2 separate regions of the Drosophila melanogaster genome follow, and region 2 is linked to region 1. Evidence: chromatin contacts called from public Hi-C data. All regions are on one chromosome and are shown on one strand. Each heading gives the region's core, a stretch centred on a gene start, on an enhancer-like site or on the middle of the called end of the contact. The rest is flanking DNA. Distances are from core to core; before and after follow the strand shown.

Evidence for each region. Hi-C and Micro-C count contacts between places; a contact is called where the count stands out from the background.
Region 2: a Hi-C map of the Kc167 cell line shows a contact between it and region 1, with 8 times the contacts expected there. The contact joins the promoter of a6 here to the promoter of sdk in region 1. A contact is called at or near these places in 1 of 107 Hi-C or Micro-C datasets (the Kc167 cell line) and 2 of 6 datasets of contacts at active chromatin or transcription factors (both in the Kc167 cell line).

What each region holds. Positions count from the first base shown.
Region 1 is chrX:683,832-689,108 of dm6, reverse strand. It overlaps sdk (sidekick), which reads right to left and starts at 2,275. Exons shown (of 15, transcript NM_134315.4): 1 at 1,983-2,275; 2 at 1,251-1,536. The coding sequence starts at 1,410.
Region 2 is chrX:1,692,747-1,698,023 of dm6, reverse strand. It overlaps a6 (a6,), which reads left to right and starts at 2,135. Exons shown (of 2, transcript NM_057961.5): 1 at 2,135-2,484; 2 at 2,550-4,409. The coding sequence starts at 2,552. The coding sequence ends at 3,781. CG32809 reads left to right here and starts at 5,256. Exons shown (of 15, transcript NM_001272211.3): 1 at 5,256-5,277. It also overlaps the pseudogene CR14798.

The sequences.
Region 1 (5,277 bases), core at 1,026-3,525:
TATGTGCGCTTGCAGTTCCCTATCTGCTGAGTTTGCACAATCCATGGAAATATGGAACGCCCCCGCAAAACCGAAGGCCGTCAAATACAAACAGCAACACAAACAGAGCCTAAGGGTCTTTTTGCGGTGACTCCATCCTCCCCAAAATGCCTGGAACTCTGCGCCATAAACTATTTAGACGCCCCATGCTGAAAACCCCAGTGCAAATGTGAGGTTATGGGCGTAAGCCCCTCGCGAGCTGCGAATCGAAAATTTGTTGATTTTGTATTTAATATTTAGTTTGGCGATACGTAATACAATGCGCAATATATTGTTTGGATCCCCAGCCTGGGGGGCAAGGATTTCCTGTGTAAACAAATCGCCGCCTAAATTAACAAATGAACAAGGCTTTAAAACAATTGTTTTAATTAATATCTGATCGATGACAAACACGGGCTTATGCTCTCTGTGAGAATGCGTTAAAGAATGATGGTCGACATGGTTACCATATACCGGGAGCTGAACTCAAATTAGAATTATTGTATATCGCTCTCTTCTTACGTGCCGTTGCAGCTCAACTCAATTATCGTTAATCTGGAACATCTTTAAAAAAATGCATGTGAATGGGAAAAAGATAAGCGCAAGAAAGAAATATTTTACAGGGCAAGAAAAAAAGCAAAAAATTAAGTAACCAAAAGAATTTTTTCAACTTCTTTGGAAGGTAATTCAATGCTTTTTGGGCATTTATGGAAAACTGAACCAGAATTCTGAAACCAAAGCTTCGGTAAGTGCATTTTTACAGGGAACTTATGGTAAAATATAAAAAAAAAAATATGAAAAAAAAGCTAAGCTCAGAATATTCACACGCTGACTACATGTTGTTTCACTTGTTTTTAGAAGCAACATTCCGCATATGGAGCTATTACAAATCAATTTCTAATAATCATACTCCAATTTATTTACAGAAAACAGTGAGTTACCGTTGTTTATTGTGAATTCAGTGTAAGAATGCGAGTTTGCCCACCCTACTCTTGATTAGTGGACAAAAGGGAGCAGCAAATCAAAAAGTGGCGTAAGTGCAGCCGATCGATCGTTCGAATTCAAATTCGATTTCGAGCGCGAGGGTTTTTCGTGTTGCCTTCTGTGCGGCTTTTCTTGTTTCGAAATTCCCACGGCTGTTTGTCTTGTACTTGTTTTCGTAAAAAAAAAAGAAGAACCAAAACTAAAGGGAACGCAAAAGAACAAGAAGCATAGAGAAGACGAAAACTTACCCGCGTAACAAAAAAAGCAGCTGTCGCAGTAGCAGAGCAAAACCAGCACTGCAAGCAGAGACGCCAACTTCGGCTGCGACGGCATCTCGATGGCTAATGTTGCTGTTATTGTTGTTTTTGGACGACGTCGACGCAGCGACGACGCCGCAGATTTGAGCATTTGTTGTTGCCTTTCGGTATTCGTATTTCTGGGATTTCGCTTTGTTTTCTTAGCGGCCTTCCTTCGCTCTTCTAGTTTTTAGTGAAAAGTCTAGTTTTAATTACACATCGCTCACATCTTTTTTGGCTAAAATATAAAATATACAAGAGCGAATGAAATTTTAAACGTCACTTTTTCAGTTTTCTTTGTGCCAGCCATTCGCGCACACACAACACTCACACAGGCACACCTGCCACAGGTTAAAGAGCGAGTCAGCGAGCGAGAGAGAGGGAGCGATCAAAAACGAATCGAGGGAGAGAAAATAAGAATGCAAAAGCAAAAACCAAAAAAAAAACCACCTCTCTCTTTCGCTCTCACTGTTTTGAACCCTTGTTTCATTTGAGGCTTTAAGACCGGTTTTCAAACTTGTTTTCACATGCAATTCTTGCACACAGACACAGACTGGCATATTCGTGGCTAAGAAACAATTGATCAAATTTTTGAAATAAACAAATGCTTATTTCACATTGCCTTGCTCTTTGGCGGCATTGCTTCACACAAAACATCAGTAATAAAACAGAACAAAAACCAACAAAAAAACGCGATCGGTGCGGTGCGAAAGAAACGCGAAAGGTGCGCGCTTACTGCTTTTCCTCCTTCCTTCTGGACACAAGTATGTTCTTCTTTCTGCCACCAGGGTTACCATATACCCATAAACCGTTCGGCCAACGCTTAGCACCACAACGATTAACAATTAACAATGAACTCGAGGGTCCGACAGGCACAAGTCGCCATTTGTAGTTGCTGCTGTCGCTGAATTTGCAACTCCCCGACGAGCAACCGAAAGACAACCGTTCACTACGCGCGCACAAAACGAACTGCGCTGCCCCGTCACAGTCGCTGCTGCGCTGCGCTGCTTCTTCTTTCTCGTCTCCGCTGCTTCGGCCTCTGCCGACGACTGGCACAGTGGACCGCGTTGTCTGGTCAACAGAAGTGGGTGGCGCAACCGCGGAGCGTGCCAATGGGTTGTAGCTGAAAATTAAGACTTCACGTGCAAATGGCACAAAATGATAATAAAGTAACTAAGCACAAGCAAAGAACATAAATGAGTTGGAGTAATATTAATAATGGTAGGTAGCATAAAAAAAATACATTTTTTGTTGGCAGCCAAACTAAGAGCCTCGAACATATTTTCGGCTCCAACTCACAATGCCATGGACTCAAACCGCAAACATGACAGCCTCGCCTCACTGTGCAGTTTCCTCTCACAACCAGCGCACAATCACTCGAAATGGCCAACTTCACTCAACTTTGAGCGGGCTATTCTGAGTGCCATCCAATTGCCGTTTGATTGGCTAAGTTGAAAAAGAAAGCGCACTAATTGTGTTTTGTATTACGATGAAATAATACTCAAACCCAAAAAAAAATTCTACTGGCATGAGCGGAAAGTATCGGATCGTCATACTTTGATTAATAAAAAGCAGAAATAATATACATATACATATGTAATTAGTTACCAGAGCTTTGAGCGCAACGCCAGCTGACTTGGGGCCCCTGGCAATCCAAAATTGCAGGAGTGTTTAATGGAAAATGCATGTACTTACTACGTACATATATACAAATATGTAAATAAATTCTGATTACGCCACCCCAAATTTTGCTCCTCCAGCGCCTTTTATTTTGGCGCATGCATTTTTTAAGTGTGTTAACAACACATTTTGACTAACAAACTTGGCGTTTTCTCCGCATTAAAATTAAGCACACACAAAATGTATGCAAAATGTAATGCAATTGTAAGTTGTGTGCGTGTTTTCCCATTTTCCACAGGCGAAGACGAAGAAGAAGCAGCCATCACGCAGAGAAGGATGCGAAATAAAATGTGCATTTCAAAATGCACTTAAAAATTGTTGTCGCGCCGTTCTGTGTGTGAGTGTTTTTAGCGAGTGTGCGGCGTGTGTGTCCCGCCAGAGGTCACAGGTCAACTTCGTCGCCTGCCAATTAAAACTTTTTATGCGCTGCGGCGACTCCACTCACAAAACGAGCAGTAGGAACTGGCTTTCCAGAGATGACAGTTCTCCCTCCATGTGGTAATACTACTGTTTAATGGCAAAAGCTGGCAATATTTTAAATCGAGTCCCTCTAATGCGTTGGCTTTAAACTTTAGCCCTCGAATTGGGCATATGCTTAAATGGGTTTTAAAATGAGTTTTCATAATTATGTTGCTTTTATCGACATCAAACTGACGAGAATTGGGTGTTTTCCGAACCTTCCTGCTATCACCCTGTCACGCACCCATCGCCAGCGGCCACACACACACAAGATGGCAGGGAAATTATGAATGCGATTTCAGTTAATTAAGAACACAACAATTACGCGGCCAGTGGATGAGGCATGGCATGGCATAGCGGGGCTATGAATTTCCAAAAGAATCACTTTTAACTTTAAATGGAGTCCGCATTATATCGGTATGCTATTTAAAGGGTAAGTAAACTGCACTCGAGCTCGTAAAACCGATCCTCAACTTTCGGCCGGCGAGGAACAAATGTGGAGGAAATGTGCAAAACTAACTCGGAAAATGCACTCAACTTCAGCCACGCCCCCCCTTGCCCACGCATGTGTCGTATTGTTTTGAGTTGGAAATTTTGTCGTTTGCGCAACAAGTTGGCAAATTCAACCAACGACCAGAGTCTCGGCGACTGTGTGGGTGCAGAAATGTATTGGTGTTTGAGCAGCGCTTTCGCCACTTTCACTCCTTTGTTTGGCCGCCTTACACACACGCACACATACACACACTCATTGAGTGCAGGACACACGCAAATCGGAAATCCAAGCAAAGTTTCCCTCACCCATCAAATGGCAAAAGGTGTAGCCTACCTTTGAGGGCTGAAATTTCAGCAGCCCTGAAACTCTCGAAAGGCGGAGAAATTTGCAGAAACATGGTCGTATGGTCGTAATACGCTAAATTTTAGTAAAACAGCAATATTAAATAAATATATAAATATTTTTCTAGCATATCGATAGAAATTTAAAAGGCCTTATAAAATTTTGAAAAAATATCAACACATTTATCAAAAGTGTGGACGTGGCAGATTTGTGCGGCTTGTGGACGTTAGATTGCGCTGCGTCTATGTTCCTACAATCTGTAGGATTAATCTCAACCTTCTAGCTTTTATAGTTCCTGAGATCTCGACGTTCATACGGATGGATAGGCGGACATTTCCAGGTCGACTCGGATCTTGATCCTGATCAAGAATATATCAACTTCATATGGTCGGAAACGCTCTCTTCTGCTTGTTACACACTTTTGAACGAATCTAAAATACCCTTTTTTTCAACCAGTAACGAGTATCAAAATTTGATGAAGAAGGGACAAGTGGCAATTTGTAGAAATAGAATACGCTACGAAATTGATTTAAATAAACGCTCTACGTTGACAATTGGACATTTCAGCTAATAATTTTATGTAAAAAGGCAATGCTCTGCTCCGGATACCCATCTTCGTTCCATTGCTTACTCCTCCATTTCGTGTCATTGCAATTTGACTCTTCATTACAAATTTTTCAACCCAGCGGCGAATAAATAAAACTTAATTATGCCTAATTGAGTTAAATGATTAACGGGGCATTTCACTCCCCATTTCCATGTGACCTGTGATCCATTCAATTTCCACATGGCCAGTCGATTGGTCAGTCGGACATGGCTTAACACTCAAATTGATTTGAAATGTGCTTAAAAAATTATGCTACACACGGACACACGGGGCAACAACAAAACGAAAACAGAATCAGGTTGGTCGGTGTGTGGGTGAATTGAAAAATGGGAAATAGGAAATGACTGCACCGCAAGAAATAGTAGGTAACTAACAATTATCAGAGATTTCTGGGGCGG
Region 2 (5,277 bases), core at 886-3,385, 1.0 Mb before region 1:
TATCCGTATCATCGATGAGCTGGCCGTCGGGAAGCTCAGAAGGACATGAGCCGACTAGCCGGATTGGATGCCAAAGGAGCAGTAAACCAAAGCACCGCTCCAAGGGCAGGTGCATTGTGCAATCTTTTGGTATTTTGTTGGCTTTGCACATTTGGCGTAATGCCAAAACACAATAAAAAATGAGCAAGAGTCGGGGCCAAGGATAAGGATGAGGATGAGCCTGAGCATCCTGGAGCAAGCGGAGAGGAGTGGCGCGGAGAGGAGGTCTAAAGCAAAACAACTGCGGCAGACGATGGCGAAAACAAAAAGACAATGCCAACTTGACTCGACTCGACGCAACTCAACTCAACACCTGAGGAAGGCAAACACTTGAAGACGCGAAGCGGGAACCCCATTTTCCGCCATCAGGACGATGAGCACCGGGATGAGCAGCGAGGACGTGCATTCATTCAAATCGACTCAGTGCCCCTTGCGCCTGGCCTCTTGCTCGTCCAACTCCTCGCAAGGAATTCATTTTAATGCACAGGCGGGCCAGGCTGGTCGTCCCAGCCAGGAAACGATTGCAGGCAGACACGGATGGGCCACGGGGTGGGGTCGGATGTTGGATGTCGGATGTAGGATGTCGGATTCAAAGCCACCAGGGAGAGTCGCTTAAGGGTGCGTGTGGTGCGCCAAGATGTGGGTGCTGCTGCTCCTGCTCCTGCTCCTGCTCCGCACTCCGCGGCCTTAAACGGCCAAAGTGCAATCCAGAAACACAACACAAACAGTCAAAGGAGCTGCAGCTGGCGCAGCCAGGACTACGGAGGTCCTGTGCTGCCAGCCAAACGCAAAGCACCGGCTACAGTCGAGTCGAGCCAAGTCAAGACCGAGTCTATAATTTTTGTTGTGGTTCCTGTCTATTGTCTATTGTCTCTCGCCGCCCTTCTCCCTTTATCCCCCAGTAAACTGGTATCCTTCGCCAAGGGCAGACACATCTCCGTCTCCAGCTCCAACGCCTTTGCTCCTTGGCTCCTGGCTGCTCCGCGAGCTGGGGAAATGAGCCATTCGCGTGAATTACTGAAATCGGATCTTGCCCGCCCCGCTCCCCAGCGGACCGTACTTGACTCATGGCTGTTGCACACCCTTAAAGCTTAAAGCCAGATGTAAATGAGTGCCCAACAATGTACAATCCGATCCGCCGATTTGTTCATACAGCTAGTCAACATAACTTTGATCTTAAGCTATATGTATACCCAGATATATGAATATTTGGAAATATGAGATCAAGACTGTAGATCAAGTTGTGGAGTGGAGTATCGAGTATCAGTAATATGTTTCCAATGGTACTACTCTAGGCCCCTACGCCTGAACGTTGATTACTTTTATTTATCAGATTGCTAGCTTTTCGCTTGTCTCTAGAGAAATGGGTGAAAGGGCATACATAAGGCTACTTATTAACAAAAAAATTTCTTATTTTTGTACTAAATGCCTTCTAACAGTTATTTTCATTTTGAAATATCCCACCCAAAACTAGTGCTCCACTTCTGATCGCAAGACTCCGCTTGTAAGGCCTTATGTTCCTTTCAACCCTGTAGTAATTTGAACGGAAGTTTTGGGGCTTCACGATTTTTGTGGTTAATTTCCAGGCATCCTAAGTCTGCGAAAATTAATCGAAGGCATGAAAAGCCCAAGGGCGGTTGCTATATCTACATCCGCATCCGGAGGCGACGATCTGCCAACTGACTCCAGCTGGAGTCGGTGTCTTCCCTATCGTTCCGGTCCTCGTACGGATGTGGAGTGAAAGCTCTCCCAGATGTGAGTGAAAGCTTCTGAAAACAGAGCGCCGGCGCCGATTGAGTGCTTCTCAAAATTGTGGGTGGTGCCAAAATTAGCTTGAGTGCTTTGTCTTGAGATAAGAGTGTTTTACTTAATAGGAATTTTATCGGGGCTACCTGGTGTCCAAGTCGCTGGATTTGCTGGTGATCCAAAGCACTTGTATCCTTCTGTCCTTTGCTTCGAAGCTTCATTATTTTCTCTAGCTGATTTTAAATAGCGCGCCCAAGTGGCGAATGCATTATCGATAACTACCGACAGATACTGTTTGGCCAGTCGACGTGCACGGTTGCACGCAGCGTGGACTATCGAGAGAAGCGTTATCGATGTGTGGTCGCTTATCGATGCAGTTTTATAAACAGAACTCTAAAGTACAACAAAAGCACAAATTAAGCAGCTGCCGCGCGAAAAAACAACCATCTCGGCCCCGCTCGCATCTCGGCATGTCCAGCGGCGGGAGGCGCAGCGCCTAGTCCCGCGCCTCCGCTCCTCTCAAGGAAATCCCCCTGCGCCGCCACGCAATTATGCAAGTTGCAGCAGTGGATCTAACTGTACTCGCCGCCAGTGGAACAGCAAGAGGAGGAGGAGGAGGAGCCCCACGGGCCCGAGCCCATGACCCTTGACAACCCGTGGCAGGCACCGCCACCGCTAGAAGACGAGTCCACACACTCGGTAAATAGGTGCCCACCAGTGGCCGACCAGGCGTCACAGACTAACTCTTCTCCTGCCGCCTATAGACATGAACCAGAAACATTCCGAACCATTCTACATATCGCCCCGGCTGTTCGACAACCGTCGTCTCAAGCGGCGCCGCTGTCGGTGGATGGAACGCCTGCTTGAGCACCAGCGGATCTGCATGGCCCGGATGCGCGACCAAGTGGCTCTCGCCTCCAAGACTGACCGGCAGCTGTCCCATCTGCAGCGGCGCCATGTCGCCTCCACTTTGCAGCCGGACGTGACCATCGACCTGCTGTCGGATGACGATGAGACCCCATCGGCCGGACAGCCCGCTGCAGCTGGCCACAATCGCCTCCTGATTCCTGCCCCAGGGCACCGAGCACATAGAACGGGCAGAAGGCAGGCGCCGCGCAGAGCTGCCACCCACTCATACCCAGTGACCGACAGCATCCTGATAACCAGCGATGACGAGCACAACGAGCAGGAACCCAGCAGCACGGCAAGAGTGCGCTCCCAGCTCTCCATGCGCTCACCGCCACCGCTCGCACCGCTCACACAGTCGGAGACCATCGAAGAGGTAACTGTTTCGTTGGTGCCGCGCACCTCCACCACTGCCAACTGCCTGACGCGGGTGTCAGGTCACCCCAAGCCGTGTCGAGCGTCGACGGCGGCCAGCAATGGATTCGCCACCGCCGAAGGCGGAGAGGGCGGCAATGAAACGGGCTGTTTTCTGGAGGTGGACGTGGGCGGAGGCATCACAGCCACGCTGCCGGACGAGACGACCGTTCACACGGTCATCGCAAACCGTATTTACGAACTCTCGCTGAGCAAACTACGCGAAGGCCTGGCTTTTAGTGGAGTGCCGGAATACACGAACGACCTGATGCCGGAGCAGCTGCAGAAACTGTCACCGGCATTGCGCGCCAAAGTGGCGCCCTTGGTGGCTCCCTCGCCGCCCACGCCCATCTCCCTAAAACTGTCCAGCGACCTCAGCATATCACTGATCTCAGACGAAGACGATTGCGAAAGCACCGGTCCACATGTCAACGGAGGAGTCGGCACCGAACCGGTGCACCCCGTCGTGGTGGCTGCGGCGGAGGCACACGCTGCCGCCAAGCTGCTCAAGCAGCAGCAGCCACAGCTCTCGGTGGTGCAGCATCTGCAGTACGTCGGCGGCGGACTCGCAGCTCCAGTGGCTCTTGCCCTTCCGGTGATGGCAGCAAATCCGACCTCGTCTGCTTCCGTTGTTGCCTTGCCGCTGCAGCTGCCGCGGCGCCGAAAACTGGGATGAGCTGGATGACTGATGACCGATGACCCGCCAGAACCGAGTCCCCATCGCCATAATATCATTCCCCGAGCCGGAAGCACGGCATAGACTTTAACTAGCAGTGGCTAGAAGTGCAAATATGAACGTAGGTTTAGCGACAACACATCACTATTTCCCAGTTATCCTTGAATCCAGGACTAGTCCTTGTCCGGTCGATTTTTGTATCCTTCCCCTTTCCCAAGCACCTTCTCTCCATCTCACTCAGTTGCCCATTAATCTCCCTGTCTCTGTCATTCTCATATTTTAAGCTTTAAATGAAACGAGACGACAACGTACAAATGAAAGTAGAAAAGCATCAACCCATATACATTGTTGAGCAAAAAACACAAATTTCAAAAGATTATAAGAGGGAGTAGAAAATTTGAAGCGAGTGAGAAAGGTGAGCCCAATATTTATAAAGTACAAGTAGCTAGCTTAAGATATACTATGTATATGTACATTTGATTTAGTGTATCATATATTACATGGCTGAATCACGTCGTGTAATCCGTCGCAGTCCGCCGTCTGTATTACATTAGCTGATCACCAAACCGGAATAAATTTTCATTGTATATATATATATATATACATGTACACCAGCTGTGAGAAAAGGAAACTATGCGTATGCCATCAAGGTTCGTTTCGACCAAGCGCTCCTTGAACCACGACTGATCTCTGGCCAGGATTTCGTGGGTGAACTCGTATCGCGCTAGGGCACTCTTAATATAGAGCGAGAGTTGCGGCAGGAGCAGATCCTCAGAGTGGCTGACAAAGTCATGGGATCCTTGGTCACGCGCTTCAGTCGCTGAGCATGCTAATGCCCGCAGTGGTGTTGCCGCAAAACTGTCGAATACAATCGTAAATGAAAATGAAATCGAGTTGCATCTTCTGTGGCCAAACTCACTCGAGTGTTGTCCACGTGCGGCTTGATCGCGCCAGAGTCAGCCAAGTCCAGGATGTGCACGAAGGGCATGACCTGCTCACCGAAGGAAACTCACGAGACGTGATCCAGCGTGGCCTGGTTTTGGGGAGTCCACTTTCGGCGTTCAACTTCGCGGTATCTGCCTGCGAAGTTTAAGAAGTTTAGCCAGAAATCCGATACTATATAGTCTCTATATATACCCACCCACGTCATCACAGTGGCTCAACTCGTACGGCAAGCGGCTGATGTGAGGCTCGATTTCCCGCATCAGTAGTTGCTCCTCCTTCGCAGTGATGAAGTCCCTGATGACCCGCATGTCCGATTCAAACTGGTGCTGCTCACAGCGAGGCCACTGGCCGGGAAACTCCACCAGGGCGTGGCTGCGGGCCCAGACATCCGCTGGAATCCTGGCTACTCCCGGATAAACAAGCCGGCGCAGGACAAGCATGTGTTTCGTCACCTGTTTTTAAAGGCCTTCCGCCCAGTAATCGATTGGAGCCATTCGATAGCCACATGCGCTCAACCGCCAAGAAAATTACTCGATTGCCCCGGCACCAGG